Regions from separate parts of the Mus musculus genome. Here region 1 is linked to region 2. The links are chromatin contacts, called in public Micro-C maps. All regions are on one chromosome and are shown on one strand. The core of a region is the stretch at or near the end of the contact, and the rest is flanking DNA. Distances in the headings are between cores, read along the strand shown.

Region 1 (3,417 bases), core at 455-2,954, 84 kb before region 2:
GAATTTTATTAATGGAGACATTATTCTATGCTCTTGTGAGACTGTTTCACAATTCTTGATGCCCTGTTCTTTTATACTATTGTTTTCTTTTTGTGTCTCCCTTTTTCAATTTTTAGATGTTCGAACAGAATCTTCAAGTTGCTGCTCAAATAAGTGAAGATTTGAAAACAAAGGTATTAGTGTTGTGTCTTCAGCAAATGAATTCTTTCCTAAGTAGGTATGTATTTTTGCCAGTAATCTAAATTACAAATTATGTGTTTAAATTAAGAGCAAAATTTGTTGATTCTAGGATGCTGTTATTAAAAGATTAGCCCCCTTTGTTGTTCAGAAATGTAAAAAGTATTTAAAAAGAAGATCAGATGGGGCATGTAACATACTGTTTCCCTTTGGGCCTTTTCCTGTGAATTGTTCACATAAAGATGTTCAAGTCTACAGAAAAGAATCCCATGAGATCTGTCCTCCCATCATACAGCCCAAGTCTTCTAGGCCATCCTCACATGCCCTGTCTCTTATACTATTGCTCCCTTCTGTGCCTCCCTTCTATCACTGTGATGCTCAGATGTTGCTGTCCATGTCCTAGATTCTGTTATAACCTCAACAACATCAGTCATGTAGTGGATATCTGACATCTCATGTTAGAGTTTATGGTTTCTGTCGGGCAGCGGGTTGCAGGGAAATAAAGCGGTGGGAGAGAACCCAAGTCCTGCCAGAGCTCTGGCAGCTCAGTCAGCCCTGCCCGGGGCCGAAGGAAGAGGGCAGGGGGAGAGGGGGCACTGGGTGGTTCCCACGTGGTGAGAGCCCTTGGTCCGGTCCGTGGCTGGAGTGCAGGAAGGCCTTCTGGAGGGAGGTTAGACACAGCTCTTTAGAGGAAAGCCTGCTCTGTTGCCCCAACACAGCAAGCCTCGATGAGCAGAGACAGTCTATGGTTTTAGAGCTTTATTGTAGAAAGACTGAGAGAAAGAGAGAAGGTAGAAGGAGAGAGACTGGCCATGGCCACGTGGGGGAGGGGGAAGAGAGGAGGAGACGGAGAGCTAGAGATGAGAATAAGAGAGGTGAGAGCTTAAGAGAGAGGAGGGGCCAAACAGCCCCTTTTATAGTGGGCTGGGCTATCTTGCTGTTACAGGGTAACTGTTGGGAGGAGCATACCTGGCTATTGTCAGGTAACTGTGAGGGTGGAGTCTAGTCAGAATGCTAGGAGCTTGGGACATTGTCTGCATGACTTATAGGATTATGGAGTTGGGAGCTCTGTGGTGTTGGGCGCCTATGTCTGGGACCGTGGCTCACTGTTCAATCCCTTGTAGAGTTTTCTACTGGGTTTCCAGATTAAGCTTTGCTCAACCAAAACACAGGCTGCCTTTCACTGTCCCACGCTTTCAACTGCTAGGTTGGCAGGTCTGTCACTGTAGTCTAAGTCTGTAGGCTTCTGGATCATGAAGGCTGCTTCTCCCCTCTTCACCAACTGCTCCAGAGGCTGACATGGATCTCTTTTTGCTTACCAACACATGTCTTCAACATTAGTGGTCATATGTCATATCTCTGACAGCTCAGTTGCCAACCAGGCTCCTCCATTCCTTAGAATCCCATCTGCTACCCACCTGGGGGAGCACATGATTTGATTCCTCTCAGTCACAGAGTTATAACTGATCTCCACATTCCATCCATAGAATTACAGCTGAGCTCCTCGGCCCATTTATGGGGTTATTGCCAAAGTATCTCAAGGTCACTTCTCAGGGTCACTTCCTAGTCAGTCACTTCATTTTTGAGGTGGAATCTTCTATGAAGAGGATTTTTCCGTGGTTGATCTGGAACCACAGATGAGAAAAATCAAAATAAATGTGTAAATCTTCTTCACTAATTAACAGTTTAACAGATTAATGTGTCAAAAATTATGCAGAATGCAACAGTGGCATTCTAGTTGTTGGTTTTCCAGATATTTCAAGACTGGTTATATTTTTGTCTCATTTCTTCATGGTGTTTTTGAAAAGGGACATCTTATCAAGTATATGATAATGTTTCTCACACTTTTGAGGGTTTTGTGGAGGAGTGGAGTGGGTACTGTGCCATGGTGTACATGTGAAATCAGAGGACAACTTTGTGCAGTTGGTTCTCTTTCTACCTTTACGTGAGTTTCGGGGATCTACCTCAGGTGGACAGGCTTTCGTGGCAAGTACCTTTACCTACTGAGTCATCTCTCTAGTCCTGTTCTATGAGTTGTAGGGTGAACTGTTCATGAATTACTGAGATACTTTCCTAGTTATAGTTATGTTTTTCACAATATCTTTATCTCAGAATACCAAACCATATTTCAAAGCCTGCTACAAAAATTATTTTTAAAATTCATTTAACATGATTGACTCTCCTCTATCATTAATATAGACTATTCAAAAGTACGCTTATGTTTAAAGACTCCTCTGGTCCAAAAGTGGTGATATGAATTCCCTGACAGACATGATATCTACCTGGCACTGTAGACAGCTTTGGGATTCCCCAATGTGATTTCAGATACAAAGATGAAGCCCAGCTTTACAAAGAAGAGCACCTGAGAAACCGGCAACACCCACACTGTTATGTGCAGTACATGATTGCCATCATCAATAACTGCCAGACCTTCAAGTAAGTGCTGTGTAAGACAGAGCGGGACAGAGAGCATGCAAGCATGTAGCTATTTCCCTGAGCCCTTGATGTTTCCTTGCAGAGAATCCATCATCAGTCTGAAAAGGAAGTACCTAAAAACTGAAGCAGAGGAGGGCCTGTGTCTGAGTCAGCCAAGCATGGATGGGATTCTAGACGCCATTGCTAAGGAAGGCTGCAGCAGTCTGCTAGAGGAGGTCTTCCTGGATCTAGAGGTGAGCTTGGCTCCTCCACCCCTGGGGCTAGAGCATGGGGTAGGGCGGGGGTTGGAGGGTTGCATGTTCTATGGACTACACTGCCTCCTGCCTCATGTAACTGCTATATGTGAGCTGCCATGTTCCCTTGCATCTGTACTAAGCTACAGTCAAAGGCTTGTCTGCCTGCCTCTCTAGGCAAATTCAGATAAAGGATCCAGGAAGTGATTAGGTATCAAACAGTAGAAAGTTCAGGATAAATCAAGTATGCGGAAACCAATAACAAAACTCAGCTGAGAGTACACAGGTCACATCAATCAACCTCACAAAACTCCAACATATAACGCACCCAAAATCACTAACAAAACAATTTTCATTCACACCAAAAGCATAGTGCACCATAAACAAATAGGACCACTTTGGAACACAGATACCAGCATAGTTAAATGCCTTGGCAGGAATAACCTTATATTAAAAAAATAAAACTGACCATCTGTGGGTCTTGCTGCAAAGGAATCTTTTTTTTTTTTTTTTTTTTTTAAATCATGCCTTACTGAGTTTAGATCCTCAGAACCCATGAGTATGGCCATGA
Region 2 (3,410 bases), core at 65-2,564:
AAAACAAACACAACTTTTAAGTATAAATAAAAAAGTTAAGCTAAAACTAAAGTCTTGGAGAAAAACCACATTGTGTTGGTCATAATCAAAGAAAGTGAGGATGGCTAAAGTAATGACAAAGTTGGAAAGAACTCAAGTGAGCACCATAATGAAAGGTTATGGTTCACTTATATAATGGGATACAACTAGCCTGTGAACATGACTAAGGCTGTGCCTCAGATCAGAACTGAGTCTCAGAACAGCTCTTCTGAGTGAAGGCAGAAAGACAAAAGGTTAAAAGTCACGGTGTATAATTCTGTAAGAGTTCTAGAAGATGAAAACTGGCTATCCCTTCAGGGTGAGCCAGGTTGGCTGTGCTAAGATGGGTCATGAACAGGGAGGGAACTTCAGGGACACAAGGACCTATGGGTGATGGAAAAATCTCTTATCTTGTTTATGGTGGTATTTTCTCCAGTAGAGACACATGTCAGAACATAGAATTGATTCTTTATAGGGTTGATTGTATGTCAATTGACCCTCAGTAAAGCTGTTAAATAAAATGTAGGCGAGTGAGGAACTTTATATTAGTTCTTACATTTAAAAAAAAAAAAGTGACTTCCACAGCCCAGTGCTATGCAGCTCCAGTGACCCTTGCCAGAATAAACGTCCAATCATTCCTGTCCTCGTGCAAGGTCCAGTCTTCACATATTTTCTCCTACTCTACTTATCTAGGAGGAGAAGACTCCATTATGGAAAGAGGAGACTGGGCTCTGGAAAAGAAACCACAGACTAAGCCCGATGGTAATTAGTAAGAGCTTCAGCTGGGGAGGTGGATGCTGCCCTCTGAGCATCCTTCACCCTGAGATTCCAGTCCATTCTTCACATGGCTGAGCAGAAACTGGCTAGACACACCAAAAGAAGACAGGAAGAACAGGAAACCAGGCAGCAGGGGTATCTAGCCTTGCTCTACTCTCCCTATAAACTCTCCTCCCATTTTGAGTTTTATATGCAAATCATCGAGTGCTGCCTTCACCTCCCTTCTGGGGCATCTCCCAGGTTGTCAACTCTTGCTTCACTCAGATTGTAGAGCATTTTTACGACAGGGGAAATAAACGAATATTGCCTTTCACCAAATCACAGGGCACCTTATCTATTTAGGGTGTACACCCCTACCTACTTCCCAGAGGAATTTCAATCAGGTTATAAAATTATCCTCAACATAGAACAAGATAACTATAAATAGAAACGAAACTCAGCACCCAGCCTCTTCTAGGGTGCCTGGGAGGTTACAGAAGTCAAATACTGGAGTGGGCTCTGAGATGAGGTGTGGCTATCTCACTGGGTGACCTTGCACTTCTATGAGTGGAACGCACCGCCGGGGACAACACTGCCTCCACACACTGCCATTTCGTGAATAATCAGCACAACAATTCCTGTTGGCACAGGGCAAGTATGGCAACTGGGTTCTGCCTTCAGGGACCCTGTCTTACCTAATTCGCAGCAGCTGGGGAAGTTGGTGGCTTACCCCTAGAAAATGAGACCCTTAGGGAAATGCTGCTTCCCTCAAGGAGAGTGAACTGGTAGTGCTTCTGGGAGAGCTTGCATCCCCGATCTGCTTGGGGAACAGAGGCGAGATCTACTGCCCAGATGACCAGCCATTCCGAAACAATCCCTGACTACAAGGCTCCTGAATCTGACCTTTAGGTGTGAATCCCTAAAGTTCCCTCCAAAACTGCCCACCACCAACGATAGAGGTTTGCACACACACAGAACTGTGTGATCAGGGGCAAATCCTTTTATATTACCAGTTTGATATAAGGTAATTATGTGTGGGAAAGGCCAAGTTTGACTAAGCATGGCTCCTAGGTGTGTACCCATGCAGGACCATGGGGGAGCATAAAATCTGACTTGTGGCTATAGTTGATTCTGACTCAAACAAATGGTATGGCTAATATGCTGGCATATTCCTGTAATCCCAACACCTAGGAGTCAGAAGAATGAGTATTGCCACAAGTCTGAGGTTAGCCTGGACTATACAGTGAGTCTGAGGCCAGCCAGGACTACAAAGCAAGACTGTGTCTCAAAAGAGCCAAAATCTAGGAATCCGGGAGATGGCTCATTTAGTAAATCCCTTGCCTTGGCAGGCATGAGTAGTTCAGCTCAGATCTTCAGCACCTACATGAAAGCAGGTTGTACTGGCATGAACCTGTAATCCCAGCACTCAGGAGTTCAGGTTGAGTCAGCTTTGGAGCTCACTGACGAGCCAGTCCAGCCAATTAGTGATCTCCAGGTTCACTGAGAGACCCTGCCTCAAACACTGAGATAGAGAGAGAGAGAGAGAGAGAGAGAGAGAGAGAGAGAGAGAGAGAGAGAGAGAGAGAGAGAGAGAGAGAGAGAGAGAATTACTTCTGGCTTCCATACAAGTTCATATATATATATATATATATATACATATATATATATATATATATATATATATATACACATTCACACACACACACACACACACTAAGTCAATGATCTAAAAATCAAGAACAAAAACTCAAAATAGCAACACACGATGTGAAGGTAAAAACAGTTTCAGGACCAGTAGTGAGAAACAGCCACAGGCCAGAGGAACCCAGACACCTGCTGGATTGGCCTGAGCCTGGGCCACTGGGGAAATAACCTGTGGTGGGGACAGCCTTCTCTCTGATGGGCTCCTGGGCCACCAGAAAATGAGGACCCCCACCTCTTAGACCCCTTCAGGCCTGAGTAGTATGGCTAGGGTAGGAATGAGCACAAGATTGAACTTCACACCACTGAGAACCCAGTCTCTGGTCCTGCCACATTCTATAGTGGAGCTGGGGGCGAGGGGCGGGGGGGGGGGGTAGAGCAAATCTGAGTGTGCTAACCTGCCCCTGGGCTGAGGCTCGAACCATGGGGGTCTTAGAAAGGCTAGTGCTTGTTAGCCTTGGAGGAACAGGAGCCGTGAGGGAGCCACAGCTTGGGGCTGTGCTGGTACACTAAGCCACGAGCCATTCTGCTTCTCCACCGTCTCTGACACTAACCTAGAAACTTGACAGCACTAGAAAGATCTCCAACATCTGAGTAATGTTAAAAAGCAGTACAAGACCTCAGATACTGACAGAAGATGAGCCTCCACCTCAGCGTGGAACCTAGAAGTGCATCCTCTCTGAGCCCTGACAGAGAAGCCAGGAGATAGCACAGTCCAGAAAGCTACCCTGGTGTCTGAAGCCACATTTCATGTGGGTTTATGTGAGGGTCAGGGACCACAGAGACAGACGTGTGGAGAAGCCTTGGCTCCTCCTATTGTTTCCTCTGCACAGAGCAGTGGGGAGATGTGGCTGAGGAGGCAGCAGACTCTCTAACCTGCCCCACCTTTCCCAAGGGTGGTTTCTTTCTTTCTTTCTTGATACTTGATTAAAAAA

What was found. A called contact is a pair of places that touch in the nucleus more often than the background predicts.
Region 1: a Micro-C map of granulosa cells shows a contact between it and region 2, with 2.4 times the contacts expected there. The contact joins two enhancer-like sites. A contact is called at or near these places in 1 of 15 datasets of contacts at CTCF or cohesin (pro-B cells), 21 of 484 Hi-C or Micro-C datasets (the 63-12 cell line, MC3T3-E1-derived osteoblasts, Sertoli cells and 16 more), 2 of 115 datasets of contacts at active chromatin or transcription factors (the 230-238 cell line and cardiomyocytes) and 2 of 9 other capture datasets (adipose tissue and liver).

What each region holds. Positions count from the first base shown.
Region 1 is chr13:74,181,473-74,184,889 of GRCm38.p6, reverse strand. It overlaps Exoc3 (exocyst complex component 3), which reads left to right. Exons shown (of 13, transcript NM_177333.4): 7 at 117-217; 8 at 2,503-2,613; 9 at 2,696-2,846. Among named protein-coding and RNA genes, the nearest start is that of Exoc3, 26 kb to the left of the region's middle. Within about 2 kb of position 1,704, at least 4 of the 459 cell types and tissues checked have an H3K27ac peak or open chromatin away from gene starts, as enhancers often do. A contact at or near this core is called in granulosa cells, where this site is marked.
Region 2 is chr13:74,097,030-74,100,439 of GRCm38.p6, reverse strand. It overlaps a transcript of Slc9a3 not described here. Among named protein-coding and RNA genes, the nearest start is that of Slc9a3, 23 kb to the left of the region's middle. Within about 2 kb of position 1,314, at least 8 of the 459 cell types and tissues checked have an H3K27ac peak or open chromatin away from gene starts, as enhancers often do. A contact at or near this core is called in granulosa cells, where this site is marked.